2 separate regions of the Ovis aries genome follow, and region 1 is linked to region 2. A link is a contact called in public Hi-C data. All regions are on one chromosome and are shown on one strand. Each heading gives the region's core, a stretch centred on a gene start, on an enhancer-like site or on the middle of the called end of the contact. The rest is flanking DNA. Distances are from core to core; before and after follow the strand shown.

Region 1 (5,656 bases), core at 717-3,216, 180 kb after region 2:
CCTATAAAGCTTCTAGTTTTATAGGGAAGATTATGCTTTTTATTATATTCAGCCATTTTCCGAACTGATAGTTATTTACATCTGCAATTAGGAATTTAAAAATCCTCTAAAATGAATGATTTTGTTTTTCTGATAAAAAAAATTGAGGGAGGATTCTGTAAGCTGCTGCTTTAAGAGCTCTATCCTTGTGTTTGAAGGGCCCAGAAATACTAACCAAAACTGCCAAATAATCTGAGGGTAATTCTAATACCATATGCTCACATTTGTAGCCCTTATAATTTGCCTACAGAGTATTCCTACAAAGTGCTCCTGAGTCCACATGATGAAGTGCATCACGGAAGTGGATCCTATTTCCCCATAAGAGCAACGTCACATCTGGGACAGGGGCTTATCACCAAGGACTCAGAAGTAAATAGATTAAAGATGTGAACAAAATGTGTGATGAAAGCAAAATTATAACTATACATTTATATAATAATTTCATACTTATATATAGTCCACGTCTTTAAAGATTGGATATTCATACATTATGCACTTTCTTTATCAAAGAATTATAATAAAAATCTATTTCATACAGAAAATAAAATTCTACTAAAGCAAATGACAAGAATTTTAAGGCTTTATAATTTTTGTTTACATATTCCATAGGTCATTGAAAATTAGCACCAGATTCTCTGGTTCAACTGATCCATTTTGTATATGAGAGAAACTAGAGTCCAGAGAAGTTAAATAAATTGTGAAAGATACTGTAGGACTACTAACTCCTAGGACAAGATCTCTCCACTTTTATCTGTTAGCCAAAGAGCTCAGTGATATATTTATTGGTCTTCATAACACATAGAAGAACTGTTGGGAAATGACTTGAATAGCTCAGTCCAGACTATATGAGGAAGTCTGAAAATATACATTTTTTCTTAGTTTCTCCATGGTAAACACATGGGATTAAAATCATGGCCGTGTTTCAAAAAGTTGTCTATTTCAAAAAGTTATTTACTTTTTCCACTAGATAGTAAACTTCTATATGGACAAATTGTTCAGTGATTTGAGCAAAAGCAGAGAAAACTGAGCTATTGGTCTAAATTAAAGCAATGATTGATGGTGAATGTACCATAACAGATAAATCTTAAAACTATGACACTAAGTAAATAAATCAAATTGTAAAAGGTTATATACAGTGTGGTGCTATTTTTATAAAAGGTTAAAACATTCATATACATATATATATATATATTTTAGGAATACATACAAACACTGCAATATATAAAAACATGCATGGGATGATAAACAGCAAATTCATGGTAACGGTTAGTTTTTAGACAGGATGATGGAGAGAAGGGTTGGCAGAGATGTTACTAGGGCTTTCATTTGGATCTGAAATGTTTTAAATTTTTTTTTTTTTTTTTAAAGATTCTAGGTAAAGACATCAGGCAAATAAGGGAAATGTTAAAAATTAGATGTGGCTGGACAATGGGTACCTGGAAATTTATTATCTGACTCTTTATAATTTTCTGTATTTGGAAACACTTCATTATTAATATAAAAAGAAGAAAAAAATGATGGACTCAAGTTTCAGCAAGAGGGGATGGTATATTTGCACCAATACATTAGACATTTAAGAATATTTGTTTTTAATCTAAATCTTTATCTATACAAGTTTATTTAAAGATGAAGAATTTTACAGATTTAGCCTCATTCAAGAGTTATGTGACTCAAATAAAAACTGATGCTTCATGGGACCCAGCCACTGCAGAGCCTGATTCAACAAAACCTAATTCTAATCCCAGAAGCCTTGGGAGACAATGAAGCCTCGGGGTGGAAACGGCTACTGAAGTTTGGCTCTCACACTCTGGAAATATTCTTGTTTTCAACAGGAGAGAGAGTACAACTGATATATGTGATAGCCAGAAAAGGGCTTTGACGCATGACTGGGCTTGTAGCTTTTCATGTGGATTTGTCTTCTGGTAGGAGGATAGCTGAGATTCATCCTCTCTCCTGGATCAGCAGTCAGATTCTTTACTCCCCTCTTCTTCTACAGGGAACTCTGTGAATTTCATGATATTAATTCAGAAACCTAGAATCCAAGACCTTACCTTACTTCATCTATTTGAAATATCTCATCTATTTGAATATATTTAAATGATGCATTCTCTAACTCATGACTGTATTTTTTCCTGAGAAGGTGAACGTGATATTTAAATTGTACTCACTTTAAATTCTACTTTCTGTCATCTACACCAAGTTCTGGTTTTAGTTACTCTATTTATAGTTTACAATCAGAAACATGCTCTCTAATTTCACTGTTGTTTGAATTCAAATGTTTTTCATCTGATTCTACCATTCATGAGTTCCCCCCAAGGACATAAGGAAATTAGTTATACAGCTAATTTATTTAAAAAAAAAAACAGTGATTACTAGCTCAAATACTTAATTGTATTCATATTTAGGGGCACTGCAATGTCTGAGCCATTTATGTTACATTTCTGGAATTTCTTTCCTCTAACGGAATGATTCAGGTCTAAAGCAGAATTTTAAACAGTAACTGTCATTCAAAAATTATGCATTCAATCGTGCAAATGAAAAGGGACCAAAAAAAAAAAAAAAGATAAGTAGGGATAGGGATTACAAAAGGAAGCAAGAACACAAAAGAAAGTAATAGGTTTGGGCTAGAAAAATTAGACTAAAAGAAGACAGAACAGAGAAAAAGTTTATCACGAATGCACAAAATGCATGGCATCTAGAAATACAAATTGAGGTCAAGTTTTAAAATTGTGGTCAGCCCCAAGGTGTAGATCTGTGACCCCAGGAAGAGTTAGCTGTAGTGATCCCTTCTACAATTTTACATCTTTGTGGGTTATTTCTATCTCTTTTTTTCTATTCACCAGCCCCTACTGAAACACAATGACATCTCTTAGAGATGGAAGCTATCAGCAATGTAGCTTTCTATCTTTCCAAAAGGAGAACATAATATACTCCTTTCAAATCCTGAAAGGTGATGCTGTGAAAGTGCTGCACTCAATATGCCAGCAAATTTGGAAAACTCAGCAGTGGCCACAGGACTGGAAAAGGTCAGTTTTCATTCCAATCCCAAAGAAAGGCAATGCCAAAAAATGCTCAAACTACTGCAGAATTGCACTCATCTCATACGCTAGTAAAATAATGCTCAAAATTCTCCAAGCCAGGCTTCAGCAATATGTGAACCGTGAACTTCCAGATGTTCAAGCTGGTTTCAGAAAATGCAGAGGAACCAGAGATCAAATTGCCAACATTCACTGGATCATTGAAAAAGCAAGAGAGTTCCAGAAAAACATCTATTTCTGCTTTCTTGACTATGCCAAAGCCTTTGACTGTGTGGATCACAATCAACTGTGGACAATTCTGAAAGAGATGGGAATACCAGACCACCTGACCTGCCCCTTGAGAAACCTATATGCAGGTCAGGAAGCAACAGTTAGAACTGGACATGGAACAACAGACTGGGTCCAAATAGGAAAAGGAGTACCTCAAGGCTGTATATTGTCACCCTGCTTATTTAACTTCTATGCAGAGTACATCATGAGAAATGCTGGGCTGGAAGAAGCACAAGCTGGAATCAAGATTGCCGGGAGAAATCTCAATAACCTCAGATATGCAGATGACACCACCCTTATGGCAGAAAGGGAAGAGGAACTAAAAAGCCTCTTGAAGAAGGGAAAGAGGAGAGTGAAAAAGTTGGCTTAAAGCTCAACATTCAGAAAACGAAGATCATGGCATCTGGTCCCATCACTTCATGGGAAATAGATGGGGAAACAGTGTCAGACTTTATTTTGGGGGGCTCCAAAATCACTGCAGATGGTGACTGCAGCCATGAATTTAAAAGATGCTTACTCTTGGAAGGAAAGTTATGACCAACCTAGACAGCATATTCAAAAGCAGAGACATTGCTTTGTCAACAAAGGTCCGTCTAGTCAAGGCTATGGTTTTGTCAGTAGTCATGTATGGATGTGAGAGTTGGACTGTGAAGAAAGCTGAGCGCTGAAGAAGTGATGCTTTTGAACTGTGGTGTTGGAGAAGACTCTTGAGAGTCCCTTGGATTGCAAGGAGGTCCAACCAGTCCATTCTGAAGGAGATCAGCCCTGGGATTTCTTTAGAAGGATTGATGCTAAAGCTGAAACTCCAGTACTTTGGCCACTTCATGCGAAGAGTTGACTCATTGGAAAAGACTCTGATGCTGGGAGGGATTGGGGGCAGGAGGAGAAGGGGATGACAGAGGATGAGATGGCTGGATGGCATCACTGACTCGAGGGACGTGGGTCTGAGTGAACTCCGGGAGATGGTGAGGGACAGGGAGGCCTGGTGTCCTGCGATTCATTGGGGTCGCAGAGTCGGACACGACTGAGCGACTGAACTGGATATACTCCTGGTCTAGTGGTAATTTCTTGTTTTCCCTCAAATTATTTTATTATAGGACTCTATTTATTATTATTTTATTATAGGACTCTGAAAATGATAGCTTTGAAAACAGACAAGATGTCATCAATGAAGAATTCTTGATTCTTATTAAAAAATTGGAATAGGAAATGACACAATACTAAGGGGAAAAAAATACAGTTTTCCTCCCCCACCTTGGCAAGTTAAATGCCCAGTTATCAAAGAACACAAGAGAATACTGCATACATGAGCAGAACTGTTTCTAAATAAAATGTCAGAATGTAAATGCTGCATCAGTTCCTAATTAAGCATTCTGCAAATAAAGCCCTGCTCTTCATCTCCTGTTTTCATTGGAAACTTCCATCAACAGACAGTGAATGGAACGAAACAGTGGAGCCACCCAGTGGCTAATGCGGTTAACCGCAGCAATAGAGCATTTCACGGTGCACTTCGTCAGTTTCCTGTTTTACAAATTAGAGTATTTCCTCTTGAAAATATCGCACTAAGCACCTGTAAGAAGAAATTTAAAAGTGTAATAGTAAAGATGAAGTTCATAACTTGATTATCACTCTCAAATGAAGCTTTTGTCTAAAAGATTGAAGAATCTGTGAGCAAAATTTTTTTAAAAATAGAATAAAAGAAAAATATCATCTAATCCTGTCTGAAATAGCTTTTTAAAACTACAGCTTCTAAAAACATCAAAATAGGTTTTTTTTAGTACCAATTTTGATTTCAGAAGAGATTCCTTATAGAAATTAAAACTTTAAACATGAAATTACCTTAACACTTAAAAGTGCCTGATTCCATCCAACTGTTAATATTACATTCATATTTAAAAATATAAGGGTTTATGAAGAGAACTGATCATCCTTTTAAAATGTTTATTTATTTAAAAAATTTAAAAAGTCAAAGCTGAGCCAACAGGGCTTTCTGTTGGCTTAAAGGATGGGATTTTAAAAATTAAAAATAATTTTTCTTATCAAAATAGTAAAACAAGTTTATTTAGAAAAATTAGAAAATAAAAGTAAGCAAAAAGAAATAAAACTCTCACCACAATTTGACTATTAATCCTCTGGTTTATATATTTCCAAAAAGTCTTCTTTACATATGGACTATGTAAGTGAAATGGGATATTACTGAACATAGTTTTTGCAATTTGGTTTTCACTTAATGTCATTCTATTTCCATACTTATTTACCTGTATATAATTTTTAAAAAGCTGTATAATGTTCCAATGTATGGCTATGCT
Region 2 (5,434 bases), core at 2,054-4,553:
GGACTGAGGCCTCCTGAAAATCCACTTACTAGTGATTCAACTAAGCCATCCTGAATGCCAGCCCTCTGGACATCTAAATGACAGTCCCCAGCCAGAACTACCCAACTAATCTCTGACCTGCAGAAACTAAGAAGTGTTATTATTAAACTGTAGTAAACTATAAATGTTATCATTACTAAGGTTAGCAGGTAGTTATTGCTTTGTATACAGCAATGGATAACTAATAACATTAAATTTTACAATGAAATTTTTTTTTTTGCTTTCCCTTCTTTTACTGAAGCACAGATTCACAATGTTGTGCTTGAAGTGATTCAATTTTATATATATTTCTCAGACTCTTTTCCCTTATAGCTTATCATAAGATATTCAATATAGTTCAATATAGCTATACAGTAGGTCCTGGTTATTTTATACATAGTGTGTATCTGTTAATCACAAACTCCTATTTCTCCCCATTCTTTCCCCCTTGGTAACCATAAATTTGCTATGAAAGTTTTGTAAATATGTTCATTTGTATCATTTTTTTAAGATTCCACACAGAAATGATATATTTGTCTTTCCCTGTATTGACTATGCCAAAGCCTTTGACTGTGTGGATCACAATAAACTGTGGAAAATTCTGAAAGAGATGGGAATACCAGACCACCTGACTTGCCTCTTGAGAAATCTGTATGCAGGTCAGGAAGCAACAGTTAGAACTGGACATGGAACAACAGACTGGTTCCAAATAGGAAAAGGAGTAGGTCAAGGCTGTATATTGTCACCCTGCTTATTTAACTTATATGCAGAGTACATCATGAGAAACGCTGGACTGGAAGAAACACAGCTGGAATCAAGATTGCCGGGAGAACTCTCAATAATCTCAGATATGCAGATGACACCACCCTTATGGCAGAAAGGGAAGAGGAACTAAAAAGCCTCTTGATGAAAGTGAAAGTAGAGAGTGAAAAAGTTGGCGTAAAGCTCAACATTCAGAAAACGAAGATCATGGCATCTGGTCCCATCACTTCATGGCAAATAGATGGGGAAACAGTAGAAACAGTATCAGACTTTATTCTGGGGGGCTCCAAAATAACTGCAGATGGTGATTGTAGCCATGAAATTAAAAGATGCTTACTCCTTGGAAGAAAAGTTATGACCAACCTAGATAGCATATTCAAAAGCAGAGACATTACTTTGCCAACTAAGGTTCGTCTAGTCAAGGCTATGGTTTTTCCTGTGGTCATGTATGGATCTGAGAGTTGGACTGTGAAGAAGGCTGAGCGCCGAAGAATTGATGCTTTTGAACTGTGGTGTTGGAGGAGACTATTGAGAGTCCCTTGGACTGCAAGGAGATCCAACCAATCCATTCTGAAGATCAGCCCTGGGATTTCTTTGGAAGGAATGATGCTGAACCTGAAACTCCAGTATTTTGGCCACCTCATGTGAAGAGTTGACACATTGGAGAAGACTCTGATGCTGGGAGGGATTGGGGGGAGAAGGGGACAACAGAGGATGAGATGGCTGGATGGCATCACCGACTCGATGGACATGAGTCTGAGTGAACTCTGGGAGTTGGTGATGGACAGGGAGGCCTGGCGTGCTGCAACTCATGGGGTCGCAGAGTCAGACACGACTGAGCAACTGAACTAACTGTATGACTTACTTCACTTAGTATGATTGTCTTCAGGTCCATCCACGTTGCTACAAAATGACATTATTTCATTCTTTTTATGGCTAATATTCCATTGAATAAACATACACCACACTTCTTAATCCATTCTAGTATGCTTGTTTTTAATGGGGGGTTAAAATGGCCATGTCATAGAATTCTACTGATCTTTGAAATTTATGTGAAGTTCGTATCTGGCACATAGTTGGTGCTCAACAAACATTTGTTGCTTCACCTTTTGCTGATTTTTGTTCCCTTGCTTCAATTTCCAAGTGAGTTTTTTCTCCTTTGGTTAAGTAGGAATTCTCCTCATTCAGAATAATGTCGAAATGCTCCCACTTGGTCGGAGAAGGCAATGACACCCCACTCCAGTACTCTTGCCTGGAAAATCCCACGGATGGAGGAGCCTGGTAGGCTGCAGTCCATGGGATCATGAAGAGTCAGACATGACTGAGCGACTTTGCTTTCACTTTTCACTTTCATGCATTGGAGAAGGTAATGGCAACCCACTCCAGTGTTCTTGCCTGGAGAAGTCCAGGGATGGGGGAGCCTGGCAGGCTGCTGTCTGTGGGGTCGCACAGAGTCGGACACAACTGAAGCGACTTAGCAGCAGCAGCTCCCACTTTGTAGGGTGAGTTCACCAGTCCTCATAGCACAAGTTAGAGAGAAAGCCCGTCTCCTCTTCTGGACATGGATTATACCTGGGCCAATCCCATCTGAATGAAGACACCACAGAAGTGAGCTTGCCTCAGTGGCCTCTACCCCTCTTCCAAGTATGACTACAAGGGATGAGGCCTAATTAAGAACTAATGAAGTAGCAGTTTGGGAAAGAAAGTGAAAATTTGAGTTTCTTCTACCTGTACCCAGCAAACTAAAGGTCTAAGGAGAATTTTATTTTGGTATCTGAGAGAAAGAACTGTGTTCCATTAATTATTTTTTTGGTCTGAAAAGCAAACCACGTTAAGCTATAGATTTGTATAATCACAAGATTTATTCCTACCAAAATTAAAAAAAAAAGCTCCCCCACTCCCAATCAGACAAAATATGTTCTTTACTTCTAAATACCAAGGGGAGAACACACATTAATTCCAGGGTGTGTGTCACGGCACCCATCACTTCACCTGCCATTTGCCAAGCTGCTTAAATAACCAGCTTACACAAAACAGAACTTTTCCGAGCCTGGAGCATACATTTAAATATGAAAGACTCCACCGTGAAATTCAGAAACAATGGAGCTAAATGAAGGGAAAAAAGTTGTAAGCCCCTGCTAGACCTAGTTCAGTACTCCACACTTGGATGAGAGCCAGCTCATGGGGCCTCTGTGGTCTGCTGTTTCCTTGTAAACATACAGGGTGAGACATTATTCCCTGCAACACACCTGTAAGCTAAGAGGGCCTCACTTTGAAGAGGAAGAGAACAAAAACTAGACACTCGTTGGCAGAGTCTTACCATTTCCCCTAATTAGCCTCTCCCCTTCTGCCAAGTTCTCACGGATCCCTATTCTCAGAGGTGTCAACTACTACTCCCTGTCTCCATCCCAAAGGATTTCAGAAAGCCTGAATGGCATGAGGTTTCAGCAGGTCCACAAACACTGCATCTAAAACTGGGTCTGGGTGGCCAGTGTGGTTTCAGGCTGCCCTTTGAGAGCCTGGCACAGAACAAGGTCTCCTTTCACTTGACCCCCCTTTGCTAATACAATGCTGTTTGGCTGGGCCCAGTACCCCATGGGGTAAATGGTTCAGGCCAAGAATAGTCTTCATTCTTCCTGTGAAGCTTTGAAAGTCTTCTAAAGAACACAGGAAATTGTCAGTCCCTATTTTTTGTTGAAAATGGCTGACACTAAACTCTGAACACTCTATGGGTTAATCCCAAATCATGGGAACCAAGTTTGCTTGAAAAGCAGCAATATTTTCACCAGAGATGAGATACTGATAAACCAGCTCAGCATTACTTATTAAGGAGGACGTATTTTTTAACTCGTCACTCGTACTGTAGAAAACCTGCTCTTAACCAAAATCAGCTTATTTCTATGGTGTACCCTATTATTGAAACATACCTCATTTAGTAATTCCAAAAAGGCTCTGTGTGCAAAGAAGCATGTCTGGAGGCTTACCATGGCACCACGCAAACTTACCTAAAAGTAGGAAAAAACAAAATTCTTGGTTTGTCATGGCCCTGGCATCACCACATCCTTCAACATTCTGGGAGGGGAGGAAGGTGTTGAACAGTTTTTCAATTCAATTGAATTTCTTAAAATTCAAGAAAAATCTCTCAAGATTTAGGCACCTTTACTTGTGCAGTCACGACGTAATCTGCACTCAGATCTAGCAAGGGAGGTATGGGCCTTATTTTAGGGCTGAAGAAACAAATATTCAGAAACAAAAAGTAACACACCTAATTTATACAGATGGGATTTGAACCGAGGTGATTAGTCAGTGGGTTTAGTGTTTTCTGGCACACACCAGGTGGTCTTATGGCGTAAGATTGAAGTACACAGGTCCTGCTGTTGCCAAGACCAGTTCACACTCCAACTTCACCAGTTACCACCTCTCTAATGGATAAGTCACTAACCACCTCCAAAGCTGTTTCCACATCTATGAAAAGGATGACACTGTTATCTATTAAGGATTAAATGAAGATAATGTACACAAACTAGTTGACTGTCTGGGGTAGGGTAAATATCCTGAATGAAGTACACCAACTTTTGTTTTTATTTGCAAACTATTTATTAGAAAGGATTTCAATTTACCAGACAATTAAGTCTTCCTTTTACATCAAGTAGGATACCATGGCAGGACTTCCTTAGGGATTCAACAGTGTAAGGATCTACATACTACTGACTACCATATTAAACCAAGGACTTCCAAAGTAGAATATATTAGATAATTTACTGGGGCTTGGGAAGCGCTAAACTTTTTTTTGAGTTTTAAAAATTGTTTCATAATGTTCATATTAACATACTGCTTGCTTGCTTTGCTTCAGTTGTGTTCAACCCTTTGTAACCTCATGGACTAAAGGCTGCCAGGCTCCTCTGTCTATGGGATTTCCCAGGCAAGAATACTAGAGTGGGTCGTTATTTCCTTCTCCAGGGGATCTTCCCTACCCAGGGATCAAATTCATGTCTCTTGTGTCCCCCGCATTGCCAGGTGGGTTCTTCACCACTAGCATCACCTGGGAAGCCCTAACATAGTGCTACCTATATATAATTTACTATATAGGTATAATCACACATACATGCTCAAAAATATTTTCACAAAGAAACAGTATCAGGTTTGGAGACAGTGATCTAAATGACTTGCTAAGTCAACACTTTGCTACTGTTGCAGTCTTACATTCTTTCCACCTTTTTGCTTACCTGCTACCCTGACCTCCACATTCCTAGGTCTTTTTCCAAGAGAATAAAAGGCATGAAAGGTGCAGAATATGTCAGAATATGTGGGTGGTGGTGTGACACTAAGCTAATGAGTCTGAGAAGCAGAAGTCTATATCTGCTTAGCTTTCAAAATTAGAACCTGAGCTCCACAGAAATAAGCCTCTGCTCCAATGTGAACTTGATAAAAACAATTAGCTCTTACTTCCACTAGGTGGCAGCACAACTCTGCCATGCGATGTGCACTTGGATTAGGGCGTCTCTGGTCTCACTTAAAGAGCGCAGTGGTTAGAGTTACTCCAATTTATAATGTCTCTCACAATGGAGACTAGGTATTGTCCATTTTGCTATTTACAAGCTAGCCTTTCCTTACGCTTCCTGAATGTTATATGTATTGTGAATAATCACATAGC

Evidence for each region. A called contact is a pair of places that touch in the nucleus more often than the background predicts.
Region 1: a contact with region 2 is called in a Hi-C map of hypothalamus, with 9 times the contacts expected there. The contact joins two enhancer-like sites. A contact is called at or near these places in 11 of 16 Hi-C or Micro-C datasets (blood, hypothalamus, liver and 5 more).

The regions. Positions count from the first base shown.
Region 1 is chr4:62,982,540-62,988,195 of ARS-UI_Ramb_v3.0, forward strand. It overlaps LOC121819403 (a long non-coding RNA gene), which reads right to left. Exons shown (of 5, transcript XR_009600493.1): 5 at 1-2,041. Among named protein-coding and RNA genes, the nearest start is that of HERPUD2, 22 kb to the right of the region's middle. Within about 2 kb of position 1,967, at least 2 of the 54 cell types and tissues checked have an H3K27ac peak or open chromatin away from gene starts, as enhancers often do. A contact at or near this core is called in hypothalamus, where this site is marked.
Region 2 is chr4:62,803,943-62,809,376 of ARS-UI_Ramb_v3.0, forward strand. No RefSeq gene overlaps it. Among named protein-coding and RNA genes, the nearest start is that of SEPTIN7, 100 kb to the right of the region's middle. Within about 2 kb of position 3,304, at least 9 of the 54 cell types and tissues checked have an H3K27ac peak or open chromatin away from gene starts, as enhancers often do. A contact at or near this core is called in hypothalamus, where this site is marked.